Regions from separate parts of the Callithrix jacchus genome. Here region 1 is linked to region 2. The links are chromatin contacts, called in public Hi-C maps. All regions are on one chromosome and are shown on one strand. Each heading gives the region's core, a stretch centred on a gene start, on an enhancer-like site or on the middle of the called end of the contact. The rest is flanking DNA. Distances are from core to core; before and after follow the strand shown. Region 1 holds the start of RNASE7 (ribonuclease A family member 7). Region 2 overlaps RNASE4 (ribonuclease A family member 4).

Region 1 (4,690 bases), core at 345-2,844, 190 kb after region 2:
TTTACCTTTTTTGTTCAGTAATTCTATCCCAAATACTTTGACACTTAGTAGGTGCTCGATAAATATTTGTTGACTATATAAATGAAGCATGTCTGAGATTCTGAGATTCTCTACTACTTACAGGTAAATTCTGAAAACAAAAATACTATTCACCTCAGTTTCACAGGCCTTCTCACCCACAGAGTGCGATGCTCTGCCTTGTGTCTCGGTTCTCCTGAGTGTCATATTCCAAGCTCACAGGAGCCCCCCAGAGTAGCACTGACCCAGACACTCCACGCAGTTGTAACCACCACAAGGAACAGGACATACAAGGTGAAGGAAGCACTAAGCCTGGGTGTCGAGAGCAGCAACACCAACTGCATTCTAAGCACAAACATTTGAGCAGTATCGAAGTTTTGCAATTTTCAATAAAGAGGGGAGGGAACAGGTGAAATTGAGAGGTATTGGCAGCCTTCTCCAAGTAAAGCCATGTGGCCTTGGTTGGTACCTGGAAATGGACAGGCCCAGAGGAATGAATCGCTGTAGAATGGCTTTGCTATTGGGGATCGTGCTGGGTATCACAACCATGATGCTTCACCAGCTTCCCTTGTGTCTATTCCATCTCCTCGGAAAGATAAGCAATATCTTCAGATGACAAGGAACCAGACAAAGCATCTTCCTAGGCTGTTCTACCTGTACCTCAAGTCAGAGAAGAAGCAACCCTTAAACCTGCAGTGACTGACTTTTCCCAGGATCCTGAGCCAGAGGTGCGTATGAGAGGACATAAATGACAACTCTTCCTGAAATTGATTTCAGTTGACACTGGGTCAGGTGCTTTATTAAAGAGTCATTAAAACCATGTGACCAGAGGACAAATATAGTCTTTGAATGTGACGATTCACGCTTCCTCATTGCTGAACATGTTTAGGCAGGTACAGGTGTCCTTAGGTATCCATGTATTTGGGACATGTAAGTGGAGAGGCATGAACCTGATTCATTTCCTGATCCAGTGATGCTCCCCAGCCCGCTCCCAAATAGAGGCAGCACAGCCCAGGCCAGCTCTTAAGGAGTTTAGGAGTGAGAAGAGACCCTCAGAGTTCTGACAGCCCAGCAGTGTGTGGATGCAGCCCCAGCCCACTGAGCAGGAGTCACAGCAAGAAGACCAAATGCACAGGTGAGGCTGCGGCAGGAGCAGGGGAGGAGTGAGGACAGAGAAGGAAGGATGGGTTCTGATCAGATGAGAGTACACTCAGGTGAGTGATAAAATGGATAAAGGAGGGAATAGATTTAGGGGAGATGAGAACACACATTGGGGAAAGGGGAGAGTGATGCTGGGGATGGAGGTGAAAAATGGAAAAGAATGGGAACACAGAGGAGATGGGAATGGGGATGGAGAGGGGATGAGACACAGACACAGGAACATGGGGACACAAAAGAGATGAGACTTGAGGGAAACGGGAGAGGACAGAGTGACAGGCAGCAGGGCCAGAATGAAGGGAGGAGAAATACAAGGTGAGAGATGTGGACACACAGAAGAAGAGGCAGAGGTGAGACACAAAGGGAAGAAAGGAGACAGGTGGGTAGGGAGATGGGTGATTAGCTCATATGAGCAGGTATAGGAGGACTAATTTCTCAACTGAACACTGTCACAGTGACCCCTGCCCTCTATTCTGACTGCTCCCCCTAAGAGAGATGGTACCGGCCAGAGCAGGATACTTCCCGCTTCTGCTGCTTCTGCTGCTGGGGCTGTGGGTGGCTGAGATCCCAGTCAGTGTCAAGCCCAAGGGCATGACCCCATCTCAGTGGTTTAACACTCAGCACGTGCAGCCCAGCCCTCAAGCGTGTGCCTCAGCCATGAGAAACATCAACAAGCACACAAAACGGTGCAAAGACCTCAACACCTTCCTGCACAAGCCCTTCTCCAGTGTGGCCGCCACCTGCCAGACCCCCAACATAACCTGCAAGAATGGCCATAAAAACTGCCACCAGAGCCATGGGCCCGTGTCCCTGACCATGTGTCGGCTCACCTCAGGGAAGTACCCGAACTGCAGGTACAAAGAGAAGCACCTGAACAAGTCTTACATAGTGGCCTGTGACCCTCGCCAGAAAAAGGACCCTCAGCAATTCCACCTGGTTCCTGTGCACTTGGACAGAGTCCTTTAGGTTTCCAGATCTCCTCACTCTTCGGCTGAGCCTCAGGTCCCTCTCCTGGGCTCTGCACCACTCCTCCTACACCCAGAGCATTCTCTTCCCCTCATCTCTTGGGACTCTGGTTCAGCCTATGCTGGGAGGCTGAAGCTGACACTCTGGTGACCTGAACTCTAGAGTCATGGCCTTTCATCTTTTCGTTGTGTTTTCCCAGATGCTTATCCCCAAGAAAGGGACTGAGCAAGCTCAGGGCTGTGGGTTCCCTGGTCTCTGCCTTTGCACATGTCTCCCTTGTCCTCTGGCATTATGGCAGCATGACAAGGAGAGGAAATACATGGAAAAGGGGCCTATGATTTGTGGATAGAGCTGCTTCTGTTCCTGAGCTAGAAGTCTTCCCCAGCTCTGACGTGGTAGTGAGGTGACCTGAAGCAAAGAAAAATATAAAGAAATTCCACTTCATATTTCTATAGTGCTTCCACGTGAACCCTCTAATCCCTTGTGACATAGATGTGACAGGGATTGTATGCCTTCTTTATGGATGAGGAAATTGAGATTTTAGAAAGCTTAATTAATTAAATAGCTCGTCTAATTAGGGAATAGCAGAACCTGGACTTGAACCTAGGTCTCCTCACTTAAATACAGCATACTTTCTACTCTACCAGTTGGGCAAGAAAGCAGATACTGTTACAGGGGCAAGAGGTGAACTAGCTAAGAGTTCACCCATGAAGAATGAGTGCTCTGAAGAGCCAGTTACTCTGTGTTGGCTGCAATAAAGCTCATTACCTCTCTAGCCAAGAGATTGTTTATGAGGTGCTCTGGCATCTTATTCATTCTCTCTCCTCTCTCTAACTGCCCCTCCCGCTTCTCTAGCCCACTGCTCTTCCAACCTAGGCCCTGGGCCTGGCTCTGGCTAGATTCCCTTGGCCTGAAGATATAAGGTAAAGGGAGTGTCTCAGCTTCAGCCCCCAGATCCAGGATCACATTTCCCTTGACCTTAAGGGACTTCCGTGGCCCTGAGCCTGCTTGTCACAAACAGGCTGGTGGGAGCTGCCAGAGCTTCCTTCCTCCTGATAATGATCTCCCCTGCCTCGTTGCTTCCCTGGCTCTCCACTCTGGCAGTCCTCCGAGGCCTGAGGGGTTGAGATGCGAAAATGCCATTTCCTTGTCCCCCTGGGCTACAGATACCATTTCTCTCTCTCTCTGGTGAGTGGAGCGGAGAAGGTTTGGCTTGATATTGGCCAGTCCTGACGGTCCCTCCAGCCTTACCTGACCAGCACCACCCCCTTCTTTCTTCCATCTTAGTCTCAAACAAGCATTGTGTCCTCCACCCTATTTCAAACCCAAATTTATTATAAGACATTCCTGGCCCTGCTGAGGATTCCACTCTACCCATCCCTCCCCACCAACTCCTGTGCTTTTTCACTACTGACCAGAGTCAGAGTAAGCTTTGGAGCCAGACAGAATCAGGTATAAATCCTGACTCCCCGCCTCTAGCGATCAGCTGGTCTGTTTCTCCACAGCAAAATGAGAGTAATCCTACCTGCCAAACAGGATTGCAGATAAAGATGTGGAAATGATATCTATGAAACTCTTGTCAGCTCCAAGTACTGACAGGCATTAGATCACAATAACTAATAGTAGCAATATCCATCTTTGGAAAACAGGTAGATCCAAGGCAAACCTCCCCACTAAGGTTTCCCCAGAGAATTTCTTCTGCTAGAGTGTTGGTCATGAGTGGGTTAGAGTACAAGCCTGCAGACAGAGTCCTGGGCCCAGAGAGCTGTGGCCTTGGAAAGAGCCGTAAGTTCCACCAGTGGTTCTCACTGGTAAAGCTTGGAGAAGACATGATACTCCCCAGCTCCACCATTACCGCTAATATAAGTAAAGTTTGTAAAATTCATACCTAATAAACAATTCAGGACAGTCGGTCTGTTTACAGGTGTTACTTGTCTGTTAAAACTAGTCTACAGATTGTTTCGTGAATGCTTTGTCAAATTAGGAAAGTTAAAGCGCAATGATCCTTGAAGACAATACCACTCTACCCATCCATAAGAAACTTTTTTGTCTTTGCTTTATCTTATTAGGGAGTTAGATGTCGTGTATAAAACATACTGTGTGGTGTAATAGGTTTAAAATAAACTCTTTAAAAGAAGAGTACTGAACTAGCTCTGTAGATTTGTCTAGTGCATGTGATGAAATCTGTAGCTTTATTGGGGTAAGGGCAATGCTCTGCTGGTTTACTTTCAAGTGGCTAGGGTTTTTTTAGTTTGACAGGTGCAGACTTTTTAAACTGGGCTTTGCTTTAGAAATTGTAGGGTGGGAGGAGGACATCTTAACTATGTCATGATTATATTTAGAAAATTATGGGCACAAATCTGAGCCTGAAGAAAATTGCTTCAGTCTCCACAGTGCCATTTTAAGTTCACATAAAAGGTGACAACTCCTGGTTCACTGTCATGGCTTCAATGGTGAGTGGTAGTGGAATAAACACTGGTATATTTTGAAATTGAATGTTAGATAAAATTATTAGCCTTAAGGTTGGTAAGCTAGTGATCAATGCTAG
Region 2 (4,629 bases), core at 395-2,894:
TTGTTTTTTTCTGTCAAATAGTAAACTAATATTACTTCTACAAATATGAGACCTTGGGGAGGAGTTTCTAAGGCCCGAGTACCCACATAGCAACAGATTATTATACTTTCTCTCTCTCTCTCTCTCTCTCTCTCTCTCTCTCTCTCTCTCTCTCACACACACACACACACACACACACACACATAATCCAGCATGAATACCAAAATTCATTCAGGGTAGCAAGAGATAATTTTGATGTTTGAATGGAATACTTCAGGCATAGTCTCTTGTCATGGTTATTTTATGTAAATTTCTAAAAACCAATTACATTAGTTTCTCTGTAATCTTTTACTTTATCAATTAATGTCAGGGAAGTGTGATGTTTTGGGGAAGTTATGAAAAGATTCTGGCTGGGCACGGTGGCTCACGCCTGTAATCCCAGCACTTTGGGAGGCCCAGGCAGGCAGATTGCCTGAGGTCAGGAGTTCGAGACCAGCCTGGCCAACATGGTGAAACCCTGTCTCTACTAAAAATACAAAAATTAGCCGGTGTGATGACAAGCACCTGTAATCCCAGCCACTCAGGAGGCGGAGGCAGGAGAATTGCTTGAACCCAGGAGGTAGAGGATTCAATGAGCCAAGATCATGCCATTGCACTTCAGTCTGGAGGACAAGAGCAAGACTTTGTATCAAAAAAAAGAGAGAGAGAGATGGAGAGTATTATGGCCAATAATGAAACCCCATCTCTACTAAAAATACAAAAATTAGTTGGATGTGGTGGTGTGTGCCTGTAGTCTTGCTACTCAGGAGGCTGAGGCAGGAGAATCACTTGAACCTGGGAGGCAGAGGTTGCAGTGAGCCAAGATCACACCCAGCCTGGTGACAGACGGAGACTTCATCTCAAAAAAACAATTCCAAGTTTACCCCTTATTCTCCTTCAAGATTTATTTTTAAGTAAACATAACTTAACACTCTCATTGTAAAACACACTGTTCAATCAGTGGTTAGCTTCCTGTTACCTAATTTCTGTCAATAAGTGCCTGGATATTTTATTTAGAAAGTGGTTGCCAATAAATTAGTTATAAATCACCAGTTTCACTGCCTTGTGAACACATAATTATTGTGATCTCATTATTCCCTGTGGTGGCCTCTCCTGCTCCCAATATTGCCCTGAAATGGGCCAAAAGCCCTGGCTTCCCAGGACTCAGGTTATAGAGCACGGTCCAGGTACCACCTCGGAAAGCCCAGCCTCACTGCAGGTATTTACACTTAGAAATGGGTTTGAGAAGTAGGTTGCTGGTGTGTTCTCAGCACGGGGATCTCTCTGGATTAGTCTATTTCAAAATGGAAAACACTGTCATTTCCTAAGAAAATAGAAAAAAGTATTCCAAACATCTCTTATTAGAAAATTACCATATTACAAAATCTCAAAAGCCTCTCAGAAAATGAGGAAGTCACAGTTTTTGGCAAACTATGTGGGCCCTTTTCTCGAATTTTCCAACCAGTACTAGCTCCTTGAGGTGAGACAAAGTTACTCAAGATCATTGCCCCCACTCAAGGCCTTCACAGGACAAGTCAAAGGCATGGACCATTATTATACTGATCACACCATAAGCTGCGAAAACTCACATCTTCTCCAAATGTCTGCCTGGAGCATTGTCACTGCATAGTCTGCTCTGGTGTTAAGGGAAATGGCTGCTTCATAGGAAATCACATGGCAGTGGGATGGGGGTGTTTCCTGACCTGCTGATGGTCCTGGCAGCTGGGTAAGCATTCCTAGTCCCTTTTGGTCTGGGCTTCTTGTTCTATCATAACCACAAGCTGTTTAAAATAAAATATCAAGTCACAGGCAGGTCATTTTATTGTAAGTAAATCATTTGAAGAATTGAAGTCCTGGTCAGCTGTGATTGTTGGCTTTGCAAGGAAAGAGAAGGAGAGCTCCAAAATGCCAAGTCCTTTGAAGGATAGTGACATGCAAGGAAGAAAATTCTATGCAATTTGGAGAGGAAAAAAGTCTCTAGGGATCTAGCAGCTGAGATATTTTATAGTTTAAAAACAGACTTCCAATTTATTGGGAACACAGCTCTACGAAATAAAAGGGGGTCAATAATATATACAACTCAGTGTAGCCATTCATTATTTTATCCAGATTGACAGAAGCAGAGGGAATCAAGAAAAATGGAAATAGTAATAAATTAATACAGTAATTGCCAACATTTGCTGAGCATGTGCCCTGTGCTCGGCCTTTTTATAGGACTTTACATTGACTTTCCCATTTATTCTTCATAGCATCCCTAAGAGGTGGGTATTATATGTCATTTTACTGATGATGAGATATGCTGAGAGAGATTAAGCAATTTTCTCATGGTCACAGCCTCAGTGTTTTAGACCACAATGTCAAAAGATGTTCTTATTGTGAGTCAGGGTGGTGCACTGGAGAAAGCATTTGGGGAAAATCCTGATCCAAAAGTATGTGTTGGGATGATGTGGAGATGATTCAATTTTCTCTTGTAGCTAGAGCTTTGCCATGCACCCCTTGGTATCTACATTGGCCTGCTGTCCTCAAATATTTTTCTATGTCTTGTTTACTTGGTTACTGTAGAAAAGCTGACATCCTGGGTTTGTTCTTGCATGAATAGGTAAGGTTTTCTCTGTAGCCACTTATCTTGCTAAACCATATTCTTGGTCACAAAGAATGAGGATAAGAGAAAGTAGATAAAACCATATAAACTGGAGGTGCCAATGGAAAAATAACCCAAAATATATTGATCTGCTGAAGCTATAATCCAAGTGCTAAGTATACCTTCAGAAGTTGTATGCATTGTTCTTGGGGCAAAGAGGAAATCAGTAAAACATCTGCCCTTCCTCCCACAACCTCTTTACTTCTTTCTCTTCCTAACACCATATCTCACATCTACAGCTGTAGGAACGCGAATATGACACAGAGCTTTATATCTCTCTGTGCAAAGGTAAAAGGTGGCTGTGGATATAGGAGGTGACATTTAAAAGAACAATAGCCATGTGTGATACTGCTTTCATTATCAGTAATCAAAAGATAGGCTTTCAGTAGAACAAAGTAAAGTACAGGTCCCTTGGAAGCCATTTCAGTCGTTCACACAATGCAATCCACCATTATGAAGCAGAATTTGAAATCACAAGACAATAGTACCCATATACATCAAACTAGGAGTTCAGCTGGGCCCAGTCCTTGGACTGCACATGTAGAGTTGGGCTGCCTGACTCTCAAAACATTGCCCTTGGTAATTTGGGTTGCTCACTTCCTACTGAATCAGGGGTGATTTTTCTGTGCTTTAGTGAATCAACCCTGCTTCACTGCAAGAGTCCAGCAGATTGACAATTCATGTCAGTTCCAGGAGTGACGGCCAGATGGCAGCATCTGGCTAGTCAGTTGGTAAGTGATTTCACCTCTAATCATGATTATACTCTGCTGCTGAGAAGTAGCAGTTCTGAACATAAATGTCTTTGACATCCTGCATATTTGGGGCATGGGATGAGTGAGCCAGTAGACGATAGTCTACACAAGGTGTAGAGTAAGATAGGCCTGGATTCCTTTCTTTAATCTGTCAGTGAAAGCAATGAATGTTCTGAAACTATATAACAATACTGTTTGTTGCTGCTCTGGATTTTTTTTAATGCTATAAAATATAGCCTTATTTTTCATTGCCAAGAGATGACAACACAGTGAGGCTGCAACCGAAGACAGACAGCTGCCGACAACTACTGACAAGACAGGAGGAACATCAAGAATAGATGCAAGACAAAGCAGTGTATCTCCGGGCCTGGGGTATTGATGTTACATACAAAAACAGCAAGGAGAAGATACAATCCAAGTTTTCTTTGGAGGATACTATGCTGTTTAAGCTTATTTTAAAAATATTTCTTAGCCTTTCTTATTAGTCAATTTCATAAGCCTGGGAAACACCTTTACTCTATCCATTTAATTGCATTTGTTCATTAGCTTACTTATTTCATTTATTAGTTCATTCAAACAGTAGCTGTTATCAACTGTCTTCTAAGTACTGTATCTGGGTACTCTTTTTTTTTTCTTTTAAATAGAATTAAAAGGAATTCCCAAAGAACCTGACTTTACATTAGAATTAGAATAACACATTTTAAATTAATGTATTACATATATTATTCTAGAATTATACTAATAGATTTTAAATCACATTAGAATAGTCACATGATAAAAAAAGAAAAATAATAAAATTACCGAACAAGAGTAAGAATAGTCATCTGAGAGGAAAGGCAGAGCTAAATGTTCCTCTGTCCTCTTCCTCCACCTAGATTCCCAGATGTAAGGTATTAAAAGTAGTTTATAAACTTTCTTTGACATATCCTGAGTCTATCCAAACTGTTGGGAATTGGAGCCTCCCAGGAACCAAACACTCCCCAAAGATCATACACCTGCAGAATTCCCCCAAGAGACACACAACTACAGTTTCATGTAGGTTCACCTTTTCTCTTTTCATACTCTGACTGTACAAGCCTGGCAGCCACCCAGTCAGTCCCTGCCCTGTGTCATTATACTGCCTACAGCAACTTCTCTCTGTAAAAGAGAAAGGTCTTGCTTTCAGAAGAGATCATGTTTGCAAACTCTTGGGGAAGCAGGGATGGGAAAGGTAGCAGA

Evidence for each region. A called contact is a pair of places that touch in the nucleus more often than the background predicts.
Region 1: a Hi-C map of skeletal muscle shows a contact between it and region 2, with 5 times the contacts expected there. The contact joins the promoter of RNASE7 here to the enhancer-like site in region 2. A contact is called at or near these places in 2 of 3 Hi-C or Micro-C datasets (induced pluripotent stem cells and skeletal muscle).

The regions. Positions count from the first base shown.
Region 1 is chr8:55,545,167-55,549,856 of calJac240_pri, forward strand. RNASE7 (ribonuclease A family member 7) reads left to right here and starts at 1,595. Exons shown (of 1, transcript XM_035259991.3): 1 at 1,595-2,922. The coding sequence starts at 1,672. The coding sequence ends at 2,142.
Region 2 is chr8:55,359,932-55,364,560 of calJac240_pri, forward strand. All of the region lies in intron 1 of RNASE4 (ribonuclease A family member 4), which reads left to right. Among named protein-coding and RNA genes, the nearest start is that of RNASE4, 17 kb to the left of the region's middle. Within about 2 kb of position 1,645, at least 3 of the 16 cell types and tissues checked have an H3K27ac peak or open chromatin away from gene starts, as enhancers often do.